Linked DNA regions of Mus musculus: region 1 is linked to region 2. The links are chromatin contacts, called in public promoter capture Hi-C maps. All regions are on one chromosome and are shown on one strand. The core of a region is the stretch at or near the end of the contact, and the rest is flanking DNA. Distances in the headings are between cores, read along the strand shown. Region 1 holds the start of Rgl2 (ral guanine nucleotide dissociation stimulator-like 2). Region 2 holds the start of Abcf1 (ATP-binding cassette, sub-family F (GCN20), member 1).

Region 1 (3,819 bases), core at 1,064-3,563, 2.0 Mb before region 2:
CATAAGGTTGGATGTCAGAGGACAACTCTTGGGACCAGTTTTCTCCTACAACCTTGTACGATCCTGGATCAAACTCAGACCAGTGATTGAGTCTGCCTGCTGAGTGTCTCCCAGCATAAGTTTTTAAAGTGCAGAAGACAATCAGAATTTATTACAGGGTAAAGTGGGATACCATCAAAGCATGAGAATAGGCAGCAAAGAGACTGTATGGAGGGAAAGGCTCCTAAAGTGTGACAGGGAGTGGCCTGGGAGACCACTGTGCGGCAGTGGCCAAGTCCGGCTCTGACCTATCCAGGCAATGTAAACATGTAGACAACATAAGGACTTCCAAAGCTCAGAGCACAGCCCAGGGGTGGGGTTTGCTTGGATTCTCAGCTGACCCACTGGGTCTTCTGGAAGACTCAGGAGCGAGGACACTCATGACCATGTCTGGCCGGTGGGAAATGACAGCCCCAGCCTGCTCCCACGCCTGTAACTGTGAGAATGTTTCTACATTAACTGGGAGAAACTCACTTCCCTCCCAACACTTCCAATTCCCCACTTCTTTCTTCTCTTGCAGAAGTCACAGTAAAGAAGTTCTCGTCTGTGGAAGCCACCCTCATCTCTGGCCCAGATGACTCCAGTAGCCCCTGCCCCAGAACAACAGCCTTCTTCTCTTCTTCTCCCTCCATTGAATAGCTCGGATTTTTTTTTTTAAGGTTTTTTTGTTTGTTTCAATCTTTCTTGTTTTGTTCTTGTTTTTAGACAAGGTCTCTCTATGTAGCCTTGGCTGGCTGTCCTGAACCCTCACCAAGCCAACCAGGCTGGCCTCGAAGTCCCAGAGATCCACCTGTCCCTCTGCCTCGGAGTGACAAACGGCACTGGACACCATGCCTAGAGGTCTTTTTTTTTTTTGGTTTTTGGAGACAGGATTTCTCTGTATAGTCCCGGCTGTCCTGGAACTCACTCTGTAGACCAGGCTGGCCTCGAACTCAGAAATCCGCCTGCCTCTGCCTCCCAGGTGCTGGGATTAAAGGCGTGCGCCACCACCGCTGGACTCGAACTAAACTTTTAAGATGAGAAAAAAGCGAGACTTAGCGCCACACTCATTTGATGCCCACAGTCGGGAGGCAGAGGCAGTGGATCTCTGACATTTCCATGCCAGCCTGATCTACAAATAGGGAGTTTCAGGTCAGTCGGGGTTACTTGGCGGGGCTTTGTTGAGAGAACTAAATATAAGAACACACATGCGTAGAGTCCCAGGGTTGAGAAGAACCAGTGTATGCGCCAGAGAGGCGGGTTCATAACCTGTGGCTCACAACCCCCTTTAAGTCCATCGGAAATACCAGACATTAGGATTCACAACAGTAGTAAAGGCAGTTACGAAGTAGCAAAGAAAATAATTTTACAACTTGAACTGCGTTAATGTTAAGAAGGTTGAGAACCACTGGCCAGGGGATTAGGACGAAAGGTCTTCATAGCATCTTAAGATTCTAGAGACCTCAGGGACAGCCCACAGCAGTAGTCTAGAGACGGAAAGGTCCATGTGTCTCCCTCGCGGACTAAAGCCTACCTCTCCAGCTCTCCATTCCTACCACAGCTTTTCTTTTGCCTGGTCCACCTTTACCATCTCCGGGCCTGGTGGGTCTCGGCCCTTTACGAATGTCCCCGTGTGGTTCGTCCTCTCCTGTTCGCCGGTCCTCGTGAGCTAATAAAGTCTTTCCGAGTTTCCATGCGGGCCTCTCATTCTCCCGTTTCCAAGCACAGCCAACCTCGGTCACCTCCCGGTCCTCGTCTCGCACCCGGGAGACGACATAGCCACCGTGGGAACCGCGCGCGCTCGGGCGCACGGTGAGAGCCGGACGCCCGGAGCGACGGACCCGAGTGGAACCGGAAGCGCCGCACTAGCCGGCTTCCGCCCCCTCCCCGCGAGTGGGCGGGCATAAGGGCGGCACAGAAAACCCGGCGCGGATTCGCTCCGTTGCACTCGTGCCGGGGCGGCAGTGTCATTCTCGAGCTGCAGTAACGGGGTCGCGCCACTGCTAGGGCACTTTCCTCGGCAGTTGCAGCGCCGCTCTGGTTAGAAAAAGTGACTTAAAATTCCGTGTTTGCCTTCCTGTGGAGGCTTGAGACAGGACCCTGGTCTCCAGCGTGTCTGCTGCGAGACGCGGGCTTCAGAGCCACCGAGTGGGGCTGCAAGGGACAGCGGAGTAGTGCACCTGCAGCCTGCGTCCCAGCCCCTGGCGTCCAGCACTCCCCTAGTCGCTCTCCCTGGCTCCTGTCCTCACTTCCTTCCCTTTTTGGCTCCTGCTGTCGGGCGGACGCGGGGAGGGGGGAAGCGGAAAGGGCGGGAGGGCCCGGGAGCCCGGCGGGGTGCAGGAGGGGGGCATCGCGGAAAAGCCGGGGAGGGGACTCGGTAGAGGGCCAGAGACCGACAAGAACAGAGGCCCGGGACCCGCGCGCAGCCCTCGCCCTTCCCGAGCAGGTCAGAGCCGGAGCACCGGGTGACCCTGCCCATTCCGCACTAGTTAGCCCCCAAGTCCCAAGCAAGCACCGAGGGCTTGGGTTTCCCCACTCCCGTATCTCCCTCCCCCAGCCTTCCTCAGGGACTCCCACCTAGGTCCCTTCTTGTCCGTCTCCCCCACGCCCGTCTGACTCCACCCAATCCCACCCGTCTCTCCCCAGGCGCCCCCATGGCCCGACCCCGCTGATTGCTTCTCTCGGCCATGCTCCCGCGGCCCCTGCGGCTGCTTTTGGACACGACCCCCCCCGGGGGAGTCGTGCTGAGCAGCTTCCGGAGCCGGGACCCCGAAGAGGGTGGGGACCCAGGTGGCCGGGCCGTGGGCGGGGGGCAGGAGGAAGAGGATGAGGAAGAAGAAGAGGTGAGACGCGGGTGGCGGGAGGCAGGGCATTAAATATTTCTGAGACTCTCCTCCTTTCGGTGTCTCTGGGTCCCTCGGTCTCTTCCTCCCCGCCTCACTCGCATCCCGCCCGCCACACTCTCTCTGGATATCTGTCCCCTGGCTGCGGGTCCTGGTGTCTATGAAGTTCGCCCTGTCTGTCTGCTCGGAACCTGCCCGTAGGAACCTGCCGGAACCAGAATGGCTGGCTGGCAGACGGGCTGACTGTGCCTGCGGGGCTCAGGCCCTCTTTGCCCATACCTGCTTAGACGGGTGCCACTGGGCAGTTGTATCTTGGTCCCTGTCTCCCTCCTCGTTTTTTGTTTGGCTGGGAGGGGTTTGTTTCCACAGTAACCAGCTCCTCAGACTCTAGGATTGGGGAGGGAACCCTCAGATTTCGCCGCCTCTTCCCCCACCCCCTGGTGCTCAATAGAGGGCAGCAAGCCAAGAGGTTCCGGCACCTGGAGAGATGATCCCGGGATAGGTAGAGCGTGGTCATCTTCGTCCAAAGAGACTGATAGGATGTAGTCCGCAGCAAGATTTAGGGATTCAGGAGGGTCCAGAAGTTAGATTCGGAGCCCGAGGATCCAGACTCCTGGGCCCCGACATTGGTAAAGTTAGGGTGACTAGCAAGGCTGGTTTTTCGGGATCGGTCGGGGGAGGGGCTAGGGCCACATGACTCTGAGTCTACCGCCCCCCCCCCCCATCATCCTTACTTCCCCTTCTTGTAACTGGGATTGGAGCCGCCACCTTCAGGGGGTCCCCAGTGCTGAGATTAAGTGGAAGCTGTATTGGGGACCTGGGGAAAAGGAGTCTCTGCGGAAGGACTAAATTTGGGCTCCTCTGGTTCTGTCAGGGAGGGCGGGCCTTGTGAAGTTTCAGCTTCTCTCTGCTTCAGGTCTCTCTTCCTTTGGCTTTGTGCCTCTTCGGGCGCGCTCTG
Region 2 (3,967 bases), core at 994-3,493:
CAGTCAGCACTCTCTAGAACTTTGTATCTCCAACCACACTTATCTACATCTTTATGTCAAGTCTCTTCTCTCACCAGAGACAGTTAACAATGTGTCCTTGTCACACCTCCAACTCAGCCTTCAAGACACACTGGGCTGGAAAGAGAACTGGCTACAAAGTTGTCTACTGACTTCCCATCCACACCTGCTCCAAGGCATGCTCCTCCCTCAAGAAAGCACAGGGGCTGGAGAGATGGCTCATCACTTTAGAGCATCACTTGCTGCTCTCTCAAAGGGCCCGGGCTTGATTCCAAGCACTCACATGACAGCTTACAACCACTTGTGACTCCATTGTCAGGGGGTCAGATGCCCTCTACCGACAAGGCACACACATGGTACAGTTATATACATGCAGGCAATACATTCATACACATAAAAAAAATAATTTTTGCATGTTTTCCACCTTACAGTCCAACACTACTCTCTCTCTCTCTCTCTTTTTTTTTTTATTTTCAGGGTTGGAGAGATGGCTCAGTAGTTAAGAGCACTGGCTGGGGGCTGGTGAGATGGCTCAGTGGGTAAGAGCACCCGACTGCTCTTCTGAAGGTCAAGTTCAAATCCCAGCAACCACATGGTGGCTCACAACCATCCCTAACAAGATCTGACTCCCTCTTCTGGTGTGTCTGAAGACAACTACAGTGTACTTACATATAATAATAAATAAATCTTTAAAAAAGAAGAAGAAAAAAAAAAAAGAGCACTGGCTGCTCTTCCAGAGGACCTGGGTTCTAAGCCTAGCTAACAAGCCTCCCTGAAACTCCAGGTCCAGGATACCCAACGCCCTCTTCTGACTTTCAAAGGCACTGAATGTGTGCAGTACAAAGGCAAAGCACCCATACACATAAAATACTAATTTTTTGTTTGTTTGTTTTCTTTCCAGCTAGGAATGTTGGTGCACATCTGTAACACCAACATTCAATTGGCAGACTCACATGGATCTTTATGAGTTCCAGGCCAGCCTGATCTACATAGTGAGTCCCAGACTAGTCAGGCTGCATAGTGAAATCCCACCTCAAAGAACAAAACACCTTTTAATTAAAGGTATTTCTCAAGCACTACTACCTACTAATGGTCCACTACCCACTCTCTTATTTTGTTTTGTTTTCTTTTTCGAGATAGGGTGTCTCTGTGTAGCCCTGGCTGTCCTGGAACTCAGAAATCTGCCTGCCTCTGCCTTCCAAGTGCTTGGATTAAAGGCGTGCGTGCACCACCACTGCCCAGCTCACTACCCACTCCTTAAACTGCACTTTGATTAATAGAGTGACATCCTTCTGTACCCTTTTATCTGCCCAGTCTTTAGTTCTGCACCAGGCACTTGATTGACAGCAACTCTTCAGTCTTCACTTCCTTACTATTTCTTTGACACTTCTTACAAAAGTCACTGCCAGAGCCTAGTGTTCCTAAATCTATCCTGGCACACACCTTTAATCCCAGCACCTGGGAAGCAGAAGCAAGCAGATTTCTGTGCCTTGGAGGGTAGCATGGTCTACTGAGTGAGTTCTGGGACAGCTAGGGCTATGTAGAGTGATCTTGTTTTCTTCGAGGCAGGGCTTCTCTGTGTAGGCCTCGCTGTCAGGGAACTCGCCTTGTAGACCAGGCTGGCCTCGAACTCACTTAGATCCGCCTTCCTCGGCTTCCTGATGCTGGGATCAAAGGCGTGTTCCCCCAAGGCTTGGCTGAGAGAACGTCTTAAAAAAAAGAGACCTTTATACCACGCACAAAGCACATCGCATGAGTATTAAAGTAAACCTTGATCCTAGCCCTTGACATAAAGACAGCACCTAGTGCAGTCCAGCGGGACCGAGCCTTTGGAGTCCACGAAGGAGCTGTTGTTCTCTGGGAGGGAGGCAAGTGCAGTTGGGAGCGCACCACACGATTCAAGGCACGCTCCCTCACCGCGGTAGGAAAGAAGTCAACAATTCTAGTTCCTGTCCTGCCGTCCCTCCCTCGGTGACATATGGTCTTCCCGTCTCCCGTCCGCCTCTCTGGGCTCTAGGACGGCCCGGGGCACGCGGCCTCTGCCCCGGCGCACATGCGCAGGACCCACGCTCCATGGAGGCCGCCGCCGTCCCCGCCACTCCTGCCTCCTTCCCCACTCACCCGCGGGGCTCGTGCCCTCGCCGTCCCCGATCCACTCGGGCTCGGGCGGCTGTTGCTTGGGACCCTTCGGCATCGCGGCGGCAGTTAAGAGTCCTCCAGCGGCGCCCGGCGCCGTTTCCGCTTCCGGCGATGTGGGCCGGCCAGTGGGCGGGCTCTCCATGTAGGCTCCGCCCCGACCCGCGGAGGGTCTGCTGCGCAGACACGTGGGGCAAAGGGGCGTGGCGGCATTGCGGCTTTGGGGGTGTGGCCAGAGACGTCACCTACTTGACTGGAGTGGGCAGCGCGTCATGACCGTCCCAACGCCTAAGCAGCTGATGCTGCGACGCGGTGACACTCAAAGAAGGACATGGTAATTTCCAGGTAGGCAGAAGTAGACATCTGATTGTGTCATCCTAGCTGGTGTCTGGAACTCGCTGTGTAGCTGAGGTTGACCTCCAACCCAGAGAGGCGTTTGCCTTTGGCTCCGGAGTGCTGAGTTTTGTTTTGTTTTGCAGACAAGGTTCTCTGTGTAACACTGGCTGGCCTCTAACTCAGAAATCCGCCTGCCCCTGCCTCCTAAGTGCTGGGATTAATAAGGTGTGCGCCACCACTGCCTGGTAGGAGTGCTGAGGTTTGTCGACACACCCTGTTCTGAATCCTTTTTGTTGTTTAACCAGGGACTCACTGTGTAGTCTTAGGCTGCTCTGAAACTCACAATGTAGTCTTGGTTGGCCTGGAACTCCTAGAATTCCGCCTGCTTTTCTGCCTCTGGGAGAGCCAGGATTACAAGTCTGTACTATTATGCCTGACTGGCCACTTTATTTAAAACAGTACACCTCTTCAGTCATTCTTCACTACTTCTAATCCTATTTTTTTCTAATCCTACGTACTGTAAACTGTATTTAAAGACACCACAGCCAGTCGGCTTAGGAAAGTGTAACCTTACTCGCCCTTGGTTGACATGTCAATAAATATCCAGGTGTACAGATATAACCAAGGAACTCCACCCCAATAACTATTATGCAATGGAACCTGGAGTTTTGTGTGTGTGTGATAATTTTGTCCTAATTGACCTACTGTAATTGCACATAAAATGGCAAGCAATGAGCAGTTGTAAGTTTTGACAAACAAGCCCCCCCCCCCTTTTTTTTGAGACAGGGTTTCTCTGGGTAGCCCTGGCTGTCTTGGAAATCATTGTGTAGACCAGGCTGGCCATGAATTCAGAGATCTACCTGCCTCTGCCTCCCAGGAAGCATATACCTTTCAAACCACAATCAAGAGATGGCTGGCTTTAACGCTAATGACTGACAGGCATGGGGGTTTGGATGAGGGTTTCCACACCTGGGGCAGCTCCTGTCTTCAGTCATGCTCTTCTTTTCCTTATGTAGTCCAGTCTTGCCTCAAGTCCTCTAAGTAGCCAATGATACTCAATTTCCCATTTTCTTGTCTCCCTCCTGAGCTCTGAGATTACACACCTGTGTTAATGTGCCTGGTTTATTTATATGGTCCAAGAATGGAACCTAAGGCAGTGTCACACATACTAGGCAAATGTCCTACCCACTGAACTACATTCCCAGCTCTCATGATGCTTCTGTCCCAATTCATTTTCCAGGATAACCAGATCAGAAGCCATGTCCTAACACATCTGACATAGGTGGTCACTTTCCCTCCATTTCTCCACAGACTTTTTCTCCAGTGGACTGCTCTTCCTCCATCTTATGCTGGTGCCTCTGCCCCTGGGGTTCTAACTTCGATATACATGGGAGCTTAATCTTTGAAAGTCTTTTTTAAAAAAATTACTTCTAAAGGTTTGCTGGCTTATGTGCACTGGGTAAGTGCCTGGTGCCCC

What was found. Promoter capture Hi-C pulls out the DNA fragments that hold promoters and counts their contacts.
Region 1: a contact with region 2 is called in a promoter capture Hi-C map of hippocampal neurons, with 3 times the contacts expected there. The contact joins the promoter of Rgl2 here to the promoter of Abcf1 in region 2. A contact is called at or near these places in 2 of 39 promoter capture datasets (hippocampal neurons and liver) and 1 of 115 datasets of contacts at active chromatin or transcription factors (embryonic forebrain).

What each region holds. Positions count from the first base shown.
Region 1 is chr17:33,927,581-33,931,399 of GRCm38.p6, forward strand. Rgl2 (ral guanine nucleotide dissociation stimulator-like 2) reads left to right here and starts at 2,314. Exons shown (of 18, transcript NM_009059.2): 1 at 2,314-2,464; 2 at 2,665-2,861. The coding sequence starts at 2,706. Tapbp (TAP binding protein) reads left to right here. Exons shown (of 8, transcript NM_009318.2): 8 at 560-1,710. The coding sequence ends at 571.
Region 2 is chr17:35,967,507-35,971,473 of GRCm38.p6, forward strand. Abcf1 (ATP-binding cassette, sub-family F (GCN20), member 1) reads right to left here and starts at 2,244. Exons shown (of 23, transcript NM_013854.1): 1 at 2,140-2,244. The coding sequence starts at 2,212. Gm32655 (a long non-coding RNA gene) reads left to right here and starts at 2,279. Exons shown (of 2, transcript XR_385568.4): 1 at 2,279-2,499.